Regions from separate parts of the Athene noctua genome. Here region 2 is linked to region 1. A link is a contact called in public Hi-C data. All regions are on one chromosome and are shown on one strand. The core of a region is the stretch at or near the end of the contact, and the rest is flanking DNA. Distances in the headings are between cores, read along the strand shown. Region 1 holds the start of PLD1 (phospholipase D1). Region 2 holds the start of EIF5A2 (eukaryotic translation initiation factor 5A2).

The links. Hi-C and Micro-C count contacts between places; a contact is called where the count stands out from the background.
Region 2: a contact with region 1 is called in a Hi-C map of heart, with 1.8 times the contacts expected there. The contact joins the promoter of EIF5A2 here to the promoter of PLD1 in region 1. A contact is called at or near these places in 2 of 2 Hi-C or Micro-C datasets (heart and liver).

What each region holds. Positions count from the first base shown.
Region 1 is chr8:24,144,107-24,149,383 of bAthNoc1.hap1.1, reverse strand. It overlaps PLD1 (phospholipase D1), which reads right to left and starts at 2,292. Exons shown (of 26, transcript XM_074911679.1): 1 at 2,201-2,292.
Region 2 is chr8:24,417,189-24,421,765 of bAthNoc1.hap1.1, reverse strand. EIF5A2 (eukaryotic translation initiation factor 5A2) reads right to left here and starts at 3,142. Exons shown (of 5, transcript XM_074912210.1): 1 at 2,989-3,142; 2 at 2,426-2,622; 3 at 818-922. The coding sequence starts at 2,590.

The DNA of each region.
Region 1 (5,277 bases), core at 1,043-3,542:
TCAGTCCACTTCATGAAAGAATGATTTCACCAGCAACAATTACCTACCTAGCGCTTAGAATTTCATTTATATATGTAAAGCAGTATCTCCAGCAGTTTAAAGAAGCTGCAATTCCAATCCCAGCAAACTCTTCCTCAGCTGTGAGAGGTCAGGAGACACCTGCCAGCAAGAGCATTATTTGTGGCAGAAGTTCAAGCCTCTCAACATAAAAAGAGCATGAGAGCCCCCAGGAGAACTCACTTAATTAAGTCTTTTCCAGTAAGACTGGAGCCTCAACACTAATTTTTAATAATCCTGAAAAGGAAGATGTTATGTATCTGGACAAAGTGGAACGTGCAAATGAGTACTGAAGTGAGACCCTGTAATCTTCTCCAAGTGGGAAAGTTAAATTTTAGCTAAATAAAAATTAAACAGACACACCTTTTGATAAACTTCCATTGAATCAGCTGAACCAGAGTCTGCAGGAATCTCTGTAAATTTTCATAGGTCTTTTCAGAGGGATCTGGGTTTCTCCCCAGCCTGTTTTGATAAACCTCAACCTTCTCCCCCAGGAAGCTCTGACCAAGCCTGGGGCTGCCCCTCACCAGCAGGAAGGGCAGCACTGGGGGCAGCCCCCCCCCCAGCCAGCTCAGCCCCACATGAAGACGGGTGATGGGGACACTGCGGCGGTGTGGGCACTGCAGGTCTCCCACATGCTGCACCCCCAGCCCCAGGGAAGGCCAGACACACTTCCCTGCCACAAAAAAAAATACTGATTTTACGTGTTTGGTGGTATCTCACAGCAAAGAAAGAAGAAAGCGCCCCTTTCAGCCCCAGGCGAGCACAGGGCAGAGCAGAGCAGTTGTACAAGGGGGGCTGGCGGTGACCATCCTGCACCAGCCTCAGCACCCATCCCCCGAGCAAGGATCAGGGATCCCAGCATCCTCGGGCAGCGCTCAGCATCGCACGGGAACACTTATGCTGAAGGAAAGGGCTTTTTGTATCTTCACAGTAAATAGAGCACAGACAAATGACAAGCTGAAAAGGAAGGGTAGCCCAGGGCTTAAATTTGGAGCTTCCCAACTTCTGGCGAAGCTGGGCAGGATCTGGGCACAAGACCCAAGCCAGGGAGCTAACACTCCTGAGCGTCATGGGAAGAGGTGGTCAGAAATTAAGTTCCCCGGTTATCTGCAAGTCTCTGGCGTGCGCTCACGCTATCAAATGCCAGAGATGGCATGAGAAGGAAAACGTGAATTCTTAAGCGATTAAAGACACTCGAGAAAGAGCTCCCACCCCCCGAGCTGCAAACAGAGAGCATTTGTCCCAGCAGCCATGGACACACCGGCCGTGACATCCCATGACTTACCACGTCCAACCAAACCCCAAACTAACCGAGCTTCACCCGCCCCGTTAAACTATCAGCGTTCGTCCCCCAGCCAGCCACCCAACGCCGATGGCTTCAGAGGCATCGTGCAGATTTACTTAAAGGAGGGACCTGGAGATCACGCAGACCTGGACACAGTTTGTTTTGTCCTGCTGTGTGCAGAGAGCCCGTGTCAGCCCGGACCACGCAGGGGAAACACTCCCACAGGCACCGGAGCTGCGCCGGCATGAGTCTGCCCAGGGCAGATCTGGGGCAAGGAAGAGCTTCCCTGGAAGAGCCAAATAAAGAAAAACAGCACCAGGCAGAAAAGGCTTTCACTGCAGGGAATGGAACCGGGAGCTCGGCCGAACGGGTTGTGGCAGCCAGCTACCAGCACACGTTGGGAAACTCTCCAGTTTACCCCAAAACTGCGGCTGCTGGAAGGGCCAGGGCAGAGACACGGCTCTGGAGTCGCACCAGCCAGACACATCTCAGCAACGCAGAAGTTCGCAGCAGATGTCCAGCGCCCACCCCCAACCCCCCGCGGCTGACTCCAGGCCGGCGCGGCGCTCACCGGGTCCAAACCCACCCGGTGCAAGGCATCAAAAAATCAGTAAATCAACCCAAGTACGTCCTACGGGGCTGATAAACACCTCCCCTTGGCAAAGTTTGCTGCCCAGCCTCAGCGAAGAGCCCGAGCAGGGACTTAACTCGAAGAAAACAAAAAAACCCGTGCTGTGCTTAAATAACCGCCTTTTTCTGCCCCAAAGCCACCCCCCGCCACGGCAGGGAACCGGCGCACCCCGCGGAGCGCACCCCCGCCGCCCCGCAAACCCCCCGGAGCTTTTCCCTACCAACCTCCTGCCCCGGGGCAAGCGGGAGCCTCATGGCGCTGTCAGGGCCGGCACGACCGCGTCGCCGTCGTCGTCGTCTTCTTCTTCTTCTACTTCTTCATCCTCCTTCCCACCCACCCCACCCTCCCGGCCCCGGCCGTGGCCCCGCAGCCCGGCACCGCCCAGCCGGCCCCTGGGCTCCAGCATCGAGGCTGGCCCCCTCGGCAGCGGGGAGCGTGACCCACCTCCAGGCACTCCAGCCTATGGGCTCTGGATAATTAGGGGAAACCACTCCCCCCAGCTGAGGAGAGACTGGGATACCGGCAGGAAGGGTGGAGGGAAAGGGCGGGGTGGTTTAGCGGGTTCTGCCCCTTTTTTCTATGGTGGGTACGTCTTATTAAAGGAGGGGAAAAAAAAAAAAAAAAATCAAGAAATGATCCATTAACAGTGAGGAGAAAGTCTGCTTTTTTTTTTTTTTTTTTAATTTCAACTTCACAGCCCTGCAAGTCCAAGGACTCAAAGTGATTTGCTCCACGCTCATGGAAATACAGCTTTCCCAGGGAACACAGTTTTTCCCCTTTTGTACTCTTCTCGCAGAAGCCCAGTTACTTCAACAAGGAGAAGCCAGCTTACCGCCGCCAAGAAATTGCATTTGGCGAGGGGAACAAATGAAAAAGTCAGTGCAAATTAACAATGAATTAAATACACGTGCAATGTTATTTTTAGGATAAGACAACCTAATAATTATGGTCACATATTGTTTGTATCTGAGCAGTACTCGCCTGCATATGCTGCATTTTTCATGTTACTTCCTATATGCCCTTTTTAATATGCAAAGGAGCAGATTTTTTAGCAAGAGGGAAAATGTTTTTGCTTATAGAAGTGTTGAACTGACAAGCGGAGAAGCAAAAACCCTCCATACGTTAAACAGCTATAACAGTCTCACATACTGGCATGCTGGTAAAATGCCTGAAACCTGTCTGCAGTGCTACAGCTTCCATCGCCGCAGCTGTACAGGGGACATTTTGGTGACTTTTTCCAGGGAATTCAGTGTTCCCGCTTCTGGCTCTACAGCAAGATTTCAATATGGCCATCACGATATTTTTCTTCCTTAAAGGATTTTTTTTTAACGGTGAGGAACCGAACCATGGTCCTCAAATCTACATGAGGTAAATAACGTGACTTTGGTCACTGCTAATGCAGAGACAGACTCTACCCCTGTTGTGGCAGTGCAGTATTGAAGCATCTCCACATTCTCCACCAGCGCAGTACCCGTTTTGGTTGTGGGCACACCTGCAGCACGTCGCCTCAGCTCCTTTACACTGCATTTACTATGACATGGTTGAAAACAGCTTGAGTGATGTGCTTCATGTTTAAAATCAAACAGAAATTTGAGGTGGGTTCCCGGTAGCATTGCAACTTCCTTCAACTCACGCTGCTGAGCTCAAACATTGCTCCACTCAGCATCTAAGAAGAGCTGTGAGTCAGGGTGGCTCACCAGTGCTTTCTGTATTGAGCAAGGAAAAAAGCACAGACATTTCTAACACTCAGCGTCATGAGAGAACAAAGCAACGGAGAAAAGCAGGGTGGAGCTCTGCACCAAAGAACAGGGGCGATGGGAAATACAAAACGTCCCCCTGTATCACTGGCATCACCCTTCCACCCCAAAGAGCTGGCAAAGCCGTGCTTGAGAGGGACACGTTACCCCACACCGTGGAGAGGTTTCATGCTAACGCCAACATACGGGATGGAATCAGTGGACAGACAGCACGGGGAGCGTCCATCAAGGCACCCACCTGCCCAGGACGCCCCATCTCTGCCGTTTTCTCCAGCCTCACCTCTGCTGACTCCACAGCTTCCTCTGCCTGCCGCAGGCACCCCCTCATCTCCCGTCCCTGCGCGCCTCTCCACGTGCGTTGGTACGGGGAGGGGACATCTCAGACACAGAGGAGAGTGACTCTCCCCACAGACATCCCCTGCCCACCCGCCCGGTGCTCATTTCAGCGCTCATCACCTATGCAACTGCCTGGCTGAATTCTGGCAAATCTTTACAAATCCGTAAACCTTAGTTCAGTTAATGCATATTTAATTTCTCTGCTGCTAGGTTTATTTTGGCAGCCGCTGTGAGCAGGGCTAGGCCAGCAGCAGAAGAGAGCAGATATTCTCCATGAACATTTTGGTCTCTACGTAGCAGAGTTCCCCTCTCCTGAGCACCACAACAGGGCAGGTTCCTCACCCACAGTTTTCATTTATTCCAGGAGAAATGCCATTGTGCTCCTGTCCGTTAGTAATTTGCTACACTTCCCATAACTTTCCCCATCCCAGAGGCAATTCATAAAGTGGATACCTGACACACACCTTCAGAAATATCTCAAGCTCTGAAGAAACACAATATTGTCTGTCAGATCTCATCCCCAATCTCAGTCACCAGCTGGCATCACAAATACACAGAGAGGGGAGGACTGGAGGGGCAGTGACTGCTAGACACTAGAAAAATGGCCTCAGAGCAGTTGGGAGCAAGTGTGTGATAGCACCAAGAAGCTATCAACTTCTCCAAGCCTCTCAGACCATTTTCTTGCACCCAGAAAAGCACTCCTTTTACTCCACAGCAAAAAGCAGTTTTGCCCAAGGGCTGGGGTGCAGGAGGTGCCCTCAGTGGTTTCAGCAGAGTTGTGGCAAGGATCTGTCTGAGGTGTTGAACACAGATGTCATTTAAATACAGGGGGTTTTCTCACCAGGTTGCTTTTCCCTTGTTAAATGAGCACAGCTACGCTAGCACAACTCCAGCGCTGTGTTATTTAGTGTTACCAGTAACAGGCTTTTCCCAGCCCGGTGCTGCTGAACTGCTGCGCTTCAGCTGACACCATTCACAGCAACCAACACATTCCTGGTTAGGTGAAGTATCAAAGATAGCATAAAACAAACAAACCATCAGTTGCTTGAGCTGAGCCCTCTTTTGCCTGTCCTTCATGTCTGCAGACAACCTTTTTCCTCCTTATATTTCTCCTTTAGCTGCACAGACACTCCCTGGCCCCAAGCGTGGCTGATGCTGGTGCCTCTGCAAAGCCATGGGGGCCAGAGGGGAACTAGGGGAAAAACTGG
Region 2 (4,577 bases), core at 1,893-4,392, 270 kb before region 1:
AAGTTCCCTCCGTGCATATATTTCAGAGTAGAGCTCAGAAGCACCAAAATTACTTGAGATCAACTAAAGCCAGCTTCCACACAAGGAGCAGAAAGCATGGTAGCAAGTTAGAATTGGCATCAGATGCAGTTTAAGACTGTCTTGTTGATTCATCTACCCTATGTAAGGGTGAAATTATAAATTATAATATATGCTTTGATTCAGATTTACTTGAAGTGAGATCTTGATTATCCTTTAACTAATAACAACATGCATCAAGGATCACCTCTCCAGATTCTAAAGGATGCCGGTATCACAAAGAATAAAGAAGCGACCTTACAACATGAGCTAGAAAAAATGTGGACCTGAATTATGTCTATTACCTATAATTTCTGAAGTGTTACTATAACACAGTCATACAGACAAACACTGTTTTGCTCAAGCAAATAAAAATATATCCACTAGTAACACCTGATTGGTTTCTTAGATCCATAGCTGAAACCCACAGGAATGTTAAAATAGTTACAATTAAGGAATTAAAACCTCAGTGATTTTGAAAACTGCCAGTTAGCCTGCAACACTAATCCAGTGAGTGTTACTATAACATGAGGTTGTTACTACAGTAAAGAGCTCTCCAGCAGTGTGCTCCAACAGTTTTAACAATTCAGTAAATGCTCCAAGTTCAGCAATGTCATGTCTAGACAGGCAAGTTCTGTTAATTCTGACAATAGTGCTTTATTAATCAAGAGGCAAGTTTGGGGATGAAGAGAGTTTGCATGTGGTATTAGGAGTATAAAGCCTCTTAATGTGTGAGAGGACACGGTGACTGTTAACTCACCTGATAATCATTCCTCTTGATATTTGGAACATCCATGTTATGAGTGGATGGGCAAATATCTTCATATTTTTTACCAGTGAAGATATCAATACCAACCAAGTGAACCTGTAAGAGAAGAAAAATAACAGCAGTTACTACTATGGGTCCTAGAGAAGCAAGATGCCACTGCCATCAGTATTGCTGGTTCCAGTTTTCTAAGATCACATGTAATACCTGATTCTGCCTAGACCCTTCGCTTGCAGTATGAAAGCAGCCCAAGCACCGAGAGACCTCTCTCACCCTTTCACAGCACACTACAGAAACAGTACATGAGAACCAAGAGCAGCCACTGTTATCTTCCACAGCCACAACCTTCTGGAGTTTTACAGCAACAAGCTAGAGCTCAGAGTATGCGGCAGTTAAGAAAACATTTACTTCAAGTTCGAGCTGTTCTGAGAAACACAAGTGTCTGTGACAACACGAAGATTAAGGGGAAAAGAAGAAGCAGTCATGCACAGGGATTAAAACAGCTCCCACCTCCCTTTATGCCAGCAGCAACTGTCTGCTGCAGTTAGCTTAGATTACCAGTTCATAGCCTGCTCTTCTCAGGTCCCTCCAATCTTACAACTGTTTCAGTATTTAAGAAAACTGGATCTGTCTAATAAAACAAGCCATAAAAAAACAAGGGGAGAGAGAAAGAAAAAAAACTGGCAAGGGCTTGGTACACTCTAGCTTTGTCAAATCTTAAATACTTTACCCACCTACACGTATTCTACAAGGTTGTGTTAACTTTCAAATCTAGTTAGTCCGTGCTTGTAATAGATCTGTCTCCAAACTTTAATATATCCACCATAAAGCGTTGCTGAATGAATGAAGGGGGAGTCTAGCCCTGGTCCAAGCTCTGGAGAGCTGCATAAGCCAACTGCTTAGGCAGCAGGACTGCAGGCTCAGACAGCAGGACTGCAGGCTCAGACAGCAGCCTAAGAACGTCCCTGCTGGGACGCAGGAGGGGGAAGGTACTCCAGTACTGAAAAAAAGGAAAGAAGCAGCAAGGCAAGCTAGCAAAACAGGGCCAGATCAGGCCCACATAGGTAACGATTGTTCGCTGAGCTCTGCTGGATTATGTAACTGAGCACGGGCACTTCTAGTAAGCACTTAAATCCAGCCCTGCGATAGTGAGTCTGCTAGCACGGGCAGACACGAGAGTGCTTTGGTGGGTAGCGACAGCACAATCCAACCACGCCCTAGTGATTTCATCAGTCCCCCCTTCCAGAACTTACTCTACCCCCACTACAGAAAAAGGTTTTATTACTACCAGCGTTAAAGCTTTTTTAACAAGTTGGGAGAAAAAAAAAAATAACAACCCAACCCCCTGTCCTCAACCCTTCCTGCCGGACATTACTGGAAACCCTCGAGCCAGCTTTAGAGCGAAGAGACACGCGAGACACTGCTGCGAGAAAAGCAAAGGCAGGATACAGAACCCTCTGCGAAACGAAACGCGACACCCTTCCCTCCCGGCCAGCCGCGCAGCTACCGGCGGTGCCACTCGGAGGGCCGGGGGCCGCAGGAGCACACGCTGAGGGCTGCGCGACAGACCGGGGCTCGCCGAGCCCGCCCGGGACCGCTCACCTTGGCGTGGCCGTGCTTGCCCGTCTTGGAGGTGGACATCTCCACGATCTTGCAGGGGCGCCCCTTGAGCACCACGAAGCCGTTCTTCCGCAGCGCCGAGCACTGCATGGGGTAGGTGAAGGAGGCGCCGGCATCGCCCGTGGTGAAGTCCAGCTCGTCGGCCATGGCGGTGGGGAGGGAGGGGGGGGTGGGGGGGGCTGCACGCAAGCGAGAACGTCGGGTTCAGAGCCCCGGCGGCGGGAAGGGCCAGGCCGAGGAACCCCGACCCAGGCACCAACCCCCCTACCCCCCCCCCGGCGAGGGCAGCGCGATGGCGGCGCCCCGGGGCGGCGGCGGGGGTGGGGCGGGGCGGGCCCGCCTCGCTCCGCCACACGTGCCCGGCGGGCAGGGAGCCGCCGCGCGCCCCGCCACGTGCCGAGGCCCACAGGCTCTCCACAGCCCCCCTCCCTCCGGTGGCGGCGGCAGCGCCCGCGCCGCGCCTCACCCGCACTTCCCCGCGGCGGCCCAGCGGCGCGCAGCCCCGGGCGCTGTGCCCAAGCGGCGGCGCCGCCGGCCCCTCTTACCTTACAAGGCCGGGCGGGGAGGCCGGTGGGGCCGGGGCAGGGCAGGGCGGGGGCACGGCGGGGCACGGCGCCGCGCACACGCGCCCGACCACTGCGGCGGCCGGCGGGAAGGGGCGGCGGGGAGCGCGCGCACCGCGCACCGCTCAGCCCCGCCCTCCCGCTTCCGCCGGCCGCCGCGCCCATTGGCCCGCGGCCCCCGGCCCGCGCCGAGGGGGCGGGGCCAACCCCCTCGCGTCCCCCCCCTCCCCACCGGCTGACCACGTGCTGGGGGCGCTTCCCGCGTTCCTCCCCCCCCCTCCCGCGCGCTCGCTCCGCCCCTCGCCGGCGCCTACGGGAAGCGGTTGGGCTCAACGCGCCCTCGCGCCGGTCTCGCGGCGCCGCCGCCGCCATTGCTACCGGGGCAACGCCGCGGCCCCGCGCCCCGCTCGCGCTCTGCCGCCAAGCGGCGCCACGCACCGCCTCCCCAGCGCCTTCCCCCGCCATTTTGTCGCCGGGACGGCCCCGGAGGCCTCTGCCCCTGAAGGGCGGGCGGTCAGGTGGCTTCCCGGCGGCACGAGTAGGTTTTAAACGAATTGGAGAAGAAACGGGTGTTTGTAAAGCCTGGTGGAATAAGGCTCCTTCGTGAGATGTGCTTAACGGTCGGCACAAAGTTCATTTGTCCGCTTGATGTTTCCCCTTTCAGAATAATCAGGAAGGAGAGCACCCAGAAATCAGTCAAAAGGGCCTGAAGTCTCCAAGAAGCCGAGGTGAAAGCTTGTTCTCATTAATGAGACTCAGATGGCTCCGTGCCCTACCCCTTACAGCCTCTGGCATCCACCCCCTGCGCTGTGTGAGGAGAGGGGTGTGGTGATGAAAGCAGCCACGAGCCACACAGGTGGATTCTGAGCAAAACAGGGCCAAATGCTTATTTTTGTTAAAACTCTCCAAGTCAGAGGCCAAAATACCTTCAGCTGTTTGGCCAATGTCACCTGAAGACTCTTCTGTGGAGCTGCTGGTGGATGGGGCCCAGCCCTGTGGTGTGTCATGCGGATCACTTATGAACACCAGACAAACAGAAAAACGCAGAAATTCAGTGACGTGTGTGACAGCATTATCAGAGCCGGCCTCTGCCATCGGCACCACGGGCTGCAATGTGCTGTCCTACGTTTTCTGCTGGAGATCCTGAGCTTGTTTGTGTTCTAATCAGGTTGCTACACGAGTCACATTTAACATCACATTTTTTAATGGTATGTCAGGGGGTCTTTTATTTAATTTGTGTTAAGCTGTGAAATCTGTTTGCCTGTGGTCCCATCCTTGGTTATATAGATCCCACTCCAGGTGGTACAGCATGTAACCAAAGAGATAGGTTTGGCCCTTTATAATGCTTCAGCAGGTCAAGATGGGGGCTCCCCTCTGTTACCAGGGCGTTCAGTGGGTGCTGTCTCACCCAGCCCGCTCTAAAGATGATACGCTTTATCCTGGGGAACTGCCCATTTTTCTTCTGTGTCAGTTGATAAGCAGAGTCCGGAGCATTCTGTTAAGTGTTTTTACATGTGCAGTGTGTGTTTATTTACCTGCAAGTATATGACTAGTTGCACGTGCTCTAGGGC